Regions from separate parts of the Danio rerio genome. Here region 1 is linked to region 2. The links are chromatin contacts, called in public Hi-C maps. All regions are on one chromosome and are shown on one strand. Each heading gives the region's core, a stretch centred on a gene start, on an enhancer-like site or on the middle of the called end of the contact. The rest is flanking DNA. Distances are from core to core; before and after follow the strand shown.

Region 1 (4,369 bases), core at 1,391-3,890, 490 kb before region 2:
ACATTAAGAAAATACCTAATAATAATCAAACTTTAAATGCTGCTTTTGGAAAGATTCTAAAAGATTAAACATGCTGAAATAAAGATCAAGTAGTGTTGTTATTGGGGTAAAATTTGTCTAATATTCGCACATTTTTTCAGTACCAACTTGTGAAGCCTTCGCTATATTGTTAACCATGGTACTTAGAATATTCTTTCTGAAATCACATGCAAGTATGACATCAAAACAACATTGTTAGCGCTATTTAGACTATGTACAACACTGTTAGTCTTTGGCTGCTAATATGATTTCAAAACAGTTACTTTTTAATACTTTTCTGAAATTATATTATTAAGGAGAAATTCCAAATGCGTGAATATACAACACACTTTCTGAGGTAAATTTGGTTTAATATTCAAACATTAGTTAAATTTTGTCTTGTGACATGGTCCTCACCACGCTACTTTGAATATGAGCTCTGAAAACTCATGCAAGAATGACTTATTAGCACTATTTAATTGACTGTGGACTATGGTGTGTTTTCATAGTCATTGATATAATTTCCCTATTTAGAATTTGCAAATAACACCAAAGGAGAAAATTTGAATATGTGAATATAAAACTAACTTCACCTCAACGTGTTTGTTTTGTGTTATTGTTATGTATTACAGAAAAAGATTAGCATTCATTTTTAAGCATATTGACTACCTTTTGCATAACCATTTACCACAGATACCATGATTAAACTATGTCTAGTAAAATCATGCGTCACTTGTGAATACAACAGTTTGACTGCAAAAACATGCTTTTTTGATTTATTTGTAGCAAGTTCAAGCAAACAATAGTAAAAAAGAATCAAAGATTTAGGCAAAACCACAGCATTACAGAAGTTAATCCGCCTTATATCACTCACTTTATTCCTTTAACAATAACACAAGTAAATATAGTACTTTAAAAAAAACCTGTGTGGGGTATTAATCTGCTAAAATGCGATATAACAAAATCATAAAGACCAAGCAGCGCCATGAGTACGGATAGCGCGTCACATTTGAATAGCTAGTACACTACTTGAGAAAGATTGGCACCTTGATAATGAGAAGTCAACAGAAACAAAATTAAAATCAGTCTACCTAAACCGCCTTGTATATTCTCTTATGCTACCAAAACAAGATGTACAACTAAGCAGATTTGTAACACAGCCAATTAAAACAAACTATTCTGTTAGAAAGTATCTTTTAAAGCTTCCGCTTGACAGGATGACAGACTTAAGTCACCATTCACTTTCAATCAATATTTCTTCGAGTAAATAACAATATTATCTAATTACTTCGTGTTTCTAAAATAAATAACCAACACAGGTGGGAAACAAGGTGACCAAGTAGCAGAATTTCCATTCAACAGTGAGCTATCTCTTTAAGAGGTGCGTGTCACCTTAAATGCACCTTCAAGCAGCCCGTTTCAAACACGCAGAGCAAAGTGAGTGCCCTACAGATGAAGCAGTCACAGAAATAACAGAAAATCGTTAAAAGACAGCAGCCTACACGCCCCACGATTAAAATAGAGACCCTGTCATCACCCTAACAATATAGTGCACTCAACTTCCGAGCAGTGACAGCTCACCGCGGCGCGTTTTTTTATTACAGCCCATGGAGAAGACGAGGACTCACCGGCCAGGCGAAGTGAAAAGGGATGATGATCTTTCCCACGTCGCTCGTTTTGCTGGGGCTGTTTTTTGCGGTCTTAAAAGAAATTATATTTCCACCAAGAACGTCGGTAGATCCAGAGCCGAAGGTGCACTGTCCAGTGGTGGTGACTTCAGACTGGTACTCCTTCAGACACACTTTAAAGTAAGTATCGCACTCGTCCCGCACGCAGCGCTGGTCTTGAGAGTTCCGCGTGCTGTCGCAACATTCCCCGTCCCACAACTCACCGTTTACATTTTCTACAGCAATCAGCTGCAGCTCAAAATAGCCAGAGGACTGGGACACCTAAAAATACATTGAAAAACAGAAAGACAAATAAATAAACAAACAAACAGAGCAATCATAATGCTGATTGTGCATTACAGAAATGCAGATAAATCTGTGCTAATGTTAATTTGAGGGAATGTGTCGCGTGCGCTTGTGCATTCAAGTCTCCAGAGAATCAGTCTACAATTTTGCAAACCTGTTATGCGGATGAGATGAGAAAATCGGCTTTATTTCATACAATATCCTATAAAACTGATCCACCCGTGCTTTTAATGAGGAATCGTGTTTCAAGTTAACATTTCTTACATCTGACATTTCCAAATGCACGCGCACATGTGGCTGCGTAATTCAAATATCGATCACTTTAAGCAGAAACGGTTGAAATCGTCTGCCCACACCCATCAACTTTTGCCTCCTGATCAGTGCTACGGCAATTAAATCGATCTGCAACACTAATAACAATCAGAGCTCTCACCTTCGTCCACATCGTTAACAGCAGGCACGCGATTGGGAGCCAATTCCTAATCCTGATACAATTCCACATGCCGCCGATTTGATGTGTTATAAACGCAAGATGGAAAACGGCCGATGACCGGCGACAGGATCCTCCGTTCCTGACATGCAAAAATTCACGAGCGTGGTGTGTTTGCGCGGTGATGGTCTGTGCTGATCTCTCCCTCGGTCTGATCACTTCACGGCAAATGATATGTTTCACGGCTACCACACGCCTGAGGAGATCTCGCGTGATTGACAGCTGGAAGGGCCAATCAGTATCCCCCCTGCTGATGCGGTTGGCCAATCGCCACTCGGGGGCGGAGCCTGGCCAAAAAACTTACGAGCTCTATTCCCTCTGTTTCACAACGAGCAATTAAACAGCGTGCTTTCTTTTCTGTCAGGAATTTGGATATTTGTAATGCGTAATTTGCAGAATTAGTATTTTTATCACGTTAATGATTTCTAAACACACAGTGATGACCAGACTACAAATATAACAGAGATGTCGCATTTAAAGTGCCCACATGTTGACTAGAAATGTGTATATATTCTCAAGAATATTTTCTTACATTTTAATAGACACTATGTTAACGTTTGTTCATTTGTTTCATTTGTTTACTGTACCATTGTGGCACATTTATTAAAACAATAGCAACTATGGTAAACAAGAATGAAATTGCTTTATGAATGGAAGTGCTTTAAATTGTCATTTAAAATTGGCATTATATGTGGAAACCACAAAACCAAGAAAATTAGCCTTGAAAACCTCAAAAAAGCTGTATATCCCCGCTGATGTCCTGATGCGTGCTCAGCCTGCTAGTGTGATTTGCCACAGGTGAGAGCGCCCTCTACTGTACATCCTCGCATTGACCTCGAAAGAGACATCCTAACAAGATGAAGACAAACTTTGAAAAACATTTACAAGCAAAATCTCAACATCTAATTAATTTATATAAGTTCCTATTACCTTAGCATCCAATGTAGTAGTTCTCAATCTTGCTGGAAATGTTCAAAATAGTCTAATAAAACATCTGAAAACCAATCAAGTATCTAAAACAAATCTAAATACATCTTGGGCTGGTTTTACATGCATTTTGGGCATTTTCCATTTGGTTGCCAACCAGCTAAACCAGCTGAACATCAGCTTGGCTAGGCTGGTAGACCAGCTAGACCTGCTTGTCCTCGATTGTACCCCAACAACGCACTTTTTTTTCTTTCTGTCTCTCTTTCTTACACTTTATTTATATCAGAATCTTGTTAATAAAAGCCTCAAGTCCTGAACTGAGTGTCAGAAAAGTGTATTCTTTACTGGTATAAATATTAATTTATATCCGATTTGGTTAGAGTAAAACAAACTCTGATGAGATTGCTCTGTTGCTGTGGTTCACTGTGGAATAAACTGGTACACTGCCATGCAAACCATGGAGCAAGCCATAAAGCAGACTGAATGTACTTTAATAAAGAATGTTCCAGTACACTTACAAAGTGTGTCTGAATATGAATTCAACATGAACCAATGACACCTACAGTACATAAAACAAAAGCATGATGTCACAAGCTGCAACTATAAAAGGACAGAATGCTCAAGCGCACCTGTTTTTTTCTCCTTATAGACATGATGTTGCCTATGACAGGCATCAGAAACACATCCCCTTGCTGCAGAATTTTATTTATTTATTTTTTGTGCATGCATGAATTTGTCCCTGGCTCTGTTTTGAGTCCTTAACAATTTCTCAAAACTTCACAACATACTGCACATCAGATTTAGCACAGCAGCCAGCATTATGTTTGGCATTTGGTAACTTCCTTTGCAAAACATACATCATTAAAATATGTTTTTTTTTGTATCTTTCATTTCAGTCAATAAATTACATTGTAAATGTTAAGTCAATGTTTTCATTTCTCTCTCTCTCTCTCTCTCTCTG
Region 2 (4,339 bases), core at 507-3,006:
GGAGTTAAAAAATGCAATCCATTTTTTTTTCTTGGTGGAGCAGTTATGAGATGGAAATAAAACAAATAATGTGATTGCCTCATATGGAAAATTCAAGCCCATTATCCTGTCATACTTTCTGCAAATAATTTGCTATAATATGTCAAAACTGCTTTTGCAACTGACATGGATTTTGAATTATCTAGCTGGTTAAGTTAACTTTAATGGAACACCATAGTACATCCAGTTCAACCTATAAATCGCCTTTAATGTTCTGCAAATAAAAAAGGCATCTATATCTTGGATTGTCTGATAGTGAATGAACATCAAGTTTTAATTTTATTGTAGTTTTTAGGTTGAGTTTTGACCATTTAGACCAGCTGCATTAAAATGCATTATAATTTAATTTCATCCTACCACATTTTAAATGTACTTTATTTTACAGTATGTGTACTGAACATGTTCTTACAGTGTACTTACCTTATACTGGGTTTTACAAGATAACTATACGAGTTAAGGTTCAGGGGTATGTGCTTCTGTGAGAACATGTTTAGACTGTGGCTAGCCAATAAATTAAATTGTGCAAAAGCATAAAAGAGTTTAAAACATTATCTGTGAGAAATCTTTTCCTATTTTTGATTTCGGTATATTTTCTCTATATTTTCTTTCTGTATTTTCATTTGAGCATTTATTTTTTTTCAAAAAATTATAATTTATTATAGTAAAAGGCACTCCAAGTGACCAAGCATACAGATTTCCCTGAAACATGGGGCATGATCCCAACTATCATTTTTTTAGGTTTAAGAAAACAGCTCTTACCATCTGCAGACACAAACTGGCCGACGGCTGAAGAGACTCCTCCACTGTTTTCCACAAACTGAACCTCAGACACAATGATGTTATCCTCCAGAACCGAACCACAGGCTGTGCAGACTGCACTCCCCCGGGCTGGATCTGTGTCGATGTCCGATCCACCACAGTTCTTGCACTGGCGACTCATACTGACTGAAGACTTAGACCTGAGGAGCACACACCAACTCCATTACAGAACAGGAAACACTTTACAAAACATACTGTTTTTTATGTTTTTGTCAGTTTCTTGTTATTAAGATATTATAAACATAAAACACGTATTAAAACCGAATAACCAGCAATATAATGTTTTCAACAGAACCTTATCTTCAACGGGGATTGAACTCGGGTCGCACGGCTTCATTGGTCTTGCATATTCCGCTCTGCTACGCGACAGTTAGCATGCCGGATACACAATGCACATTTGTCGCCCTGTTCATTGTCGGTCATGATTCCTATATTCTTATATTAGGATTCATTTTATTTTATGTTTTATGTTCTAATGCACATCAATAGTAACGTTATTTTTGCTAAGCTAATGTTTTGATATGGTTTATGTATGTGCACATATGCTACAGAATGAAAGCTAGCTTGAATGATACGACCCTAAACATTCTACAAACAGCTTAGTTTATCGCTTTATTCTTTATTTCATAATGTAACATAAACATACACAATTTACGCTAGCCTTTAACAGTAAGATAGCCACTCACCAGTCAAAGGAAGTAAAGACTTTAGCTCAACAACTTTAAAACCGTATCCAGTCGTATTTCTTGTTGTTTGATAAACTATTTAGATAGCAAATCCTGTTTTACTATGACCAACATGTTTAAAAGAGTTAAATCAATCTGTTTTGGTAAAATACTTCATTTAATTCATAACAACATACTATTGTGACTTTCCAGATCAGTCCATCTACCCAACTGAAACACAACATTAAGGGCTGTTCTAAAAACAGAACATAGAGGGGTGGCCAATATCCAAAAGTTCTTATTTTAATTGTTATCATGAGTTTATTTTGCTTATACGTATTGTGTGTGAACCTAAATACCTTAGAATTATATAAATGCTGAATGTATATTACTACAATACCATTTGATCGTTTTATGTAATAGCCTAAACTCAAAACACCCCCATATTGATTTAACTGAACCAGTGGCAAACCCCAGCTCTAAAGCGCGATAATATGAAGGGTCAGTGCTTTAGCCGTTACGCTAACGCTATTCTCTTTTTGTTTTGTTAAAATTAAGTATTGTTCTTTATATGTATTGCTTCTTACTGCATGTCTTTGAAGAAACGTAAATAAATATCGTTAGCCGGCTGGATTTAAGACTTTAATTTTGACAGACTATATGACACAATGACCGGGAAGTAAACATCGTGCAGTTCAAAATGTGCGCAAATAGTTTTAGTTAACGTTAGTTGAAATGTTTATTCATTGTTTTATTAACGTTAAACTGTTATTATGGAGATTCAAGTTTGGTGATGGAGTGGGAACAACTTGAGCTGAATCCAAGGATTATTGCTGCTGTTAAAAAAGGTTGATAAACAATCCCTTATTGCGATACATTGCTGAGAGAGTGCGTTACAGTTTATTTATCTTCGTGTTAAACGTTATTTCAATGTTTAGGCAATTTTAGATCAGCCAAAGAGATCCTGTGTGTATCTGGTCCAGATCTGCAGAGACTGACGCGCTTGTCAAAGGCTGATGTCCAGCGTCTTCATCAGGCGGTAGCGGCTTCTGTGCGCAAGTCTAAACCCGTCACAGGTTATACTTTTGTATTATTTTAATTTTAAACATCCGGTGTTGTTATAGAGGTAATTACAGAACTTTTTTTCTGATTTTATTTGATCAAAGAGACAGTTCTCCCCCCAAAAAATGAAAATTCTGTCATCATTTTCTCACCCTTGACTTGTTTCAAAACCGTTTGAGGTGTTTTTGTTCTGTTGAATATAAAATGAGATATTTCGATAAATGTTGGAAACCTGTAACTATTGACTTTCATAGTGATTTCCGTCCTACTTTCCAACATTCTTTAAAATAACTTTTGTGTTCAAGAGAACAACAAACTCAACTGGTTTGTAATAAGTCAAGAATAAGGAAATGACGACAGCATTTGTATTTCTGGGTGATCAATGCCTTTAAATTCTTTGAATATTTATATGATTTTAACAAATAAGAAAAAAAGATGAAATAAGATTTATGTAAACATCTGAAATTGTTGTTCATATAAACATGTGAAATAGATTATCTAGAAAAGATACAAACTAGATTAGAATGAATTATAATTAGCTTAAAAGTAAAGTAAATGAGTTGTAAATATAATGCAAGAATAGAAAATAAACATTGCCAATATAATATTTAGCGCTATTTATAATATTAATTATTTACAGTATACAACATTATGTACATTATATAGATATCTTTTACATTTTAGGATGTAAATAGAAAAAATAAAATAGACTAAAAAACCCCTGCTTTAAAAGTCAACCATGTCAAATAAATCTAAACTTTATAAACAATTTCCGGATATTTAAAAATACTATTTTTAAATCTGTTTAATGAAGAAACAAGAAATTTGCTCGTAAACCAACATTAAACAGAACCAGCTCTCTATTTAAAAGTTATATTCATTACATTATAAAAATCAAATATAGTAAGTTAATTTCATTAATAAAAGCTGATTATACAGTAGGTCTCTAGTCTGTTTCAAGCACAAACAACGTGAGTGTGAGTCCTAAATCAACAAAAACATGGTTAAGCTAATAAATAATATTTTGAGCAAAACTATTATTTTGACTTCTCAGCATTGCAGTTGATCCAGGGAGAATGTCCTGTTTTGGAGCCTGGACACCGGCTCTCTTTTGCCTGCCCTGTTCTGGACGGTCTGATGCGTGGTGGTCTCCCATTACGAGGAATAACAGAACTGGCAGGCGAGAGCGCTGCTGGAAAAACCCAGTTTTGTTTGCAGCTTTGCTTGTCTGTCCAGTATCCACAAGAACACGGAGGACTGAATTCAGGTAGTGCACATACTGTGATCGTTCTTAATTAATGCTTTTTTTTAATGTTATCAAATGATTCTTTCATTCTCGACAAGATTTTGTGATATTTAAAAAATTTTTGCAACAAATTACATTTTATTGGGTGTTTTCAGAACTGAAGAAAGTACTCATTTGGACAAAGTTCAGATGAAATGCTGATTTAAACAACTTTTAATGCTGTCACCTAACAGGGGCTGTTTACATTTGCACTGAGGATTCTTTCCCTATCAAACGACTACGGCAACTCATTACCCAGCAGCCCCGGCTCAGACCTGACCTGCCGCCAGCCCTGATCCACAGTCTGCGTTTTAGTGACAACATCTACATCGAGCATGCAGCAGACCTGGTGAGACTGACAGAAACTCCGGTTTAGGCCAGACATTGTTTTAATTATTATTTTTTTTTTTTGAACTTTATTGCTTTTCATATTTTGATTTATTATTATTAATATTATGATTATGAAAGG

The links. Hi-C and Micro-C count contacts between places; a contact is called where the count stands out from the background.
Region 1: a Hi-C map of an unstated tissue shows a contact between it and region 2, with 5 times the contacts expected there. The contact joins the promoter of jag2b here to the promoter of brf1b in region 2. A contact is called at or near these places in 1 of 18 Hi-C or Micro-C datasets (an unstated tissue) and 1 of 4 datasets of contacts at active chromatin or transcription factors (embryo).

Annotation. Positions count from the first base shown.
Region 1 is chr20:23,934,606-23,938,974 of GRCz12tu, reverse strand. It overlaps jag2b (jagged canonical Notch ligand 2b), which reads right to left and starts at 2,640. Exons shown (of 26, transcript NM_131862.1): 1 at 2,425-2,640; 2 at 1,647-1,967. The coding sequence starts at 2,493.
Region 2 is chr20:23,443,885-23,448,223 of GRCz12tu, reverse strand. It overlaps brf1b (BRF1 general transcription factor IIIB subunit b), which reads right to left and starts at 1,756. Exons shown (of 19, transcript NM_199889.1): 1 at 1,545-1,756; 2 at 799-998. The coding sequence starts at 979. It overlaps xrcc3 (X-ray repair complementing defective repair in Chinese hamster cells 3), which reads left to right and starts at 2,218. Exons shown (of 7, transcript NM_001013541.1): 1 at 2,218-2,371; 2 at 2,462-2,599; 3 at 3,640-3,852; 4 at 4,065-4,219. The coding sequence starts at 2,317.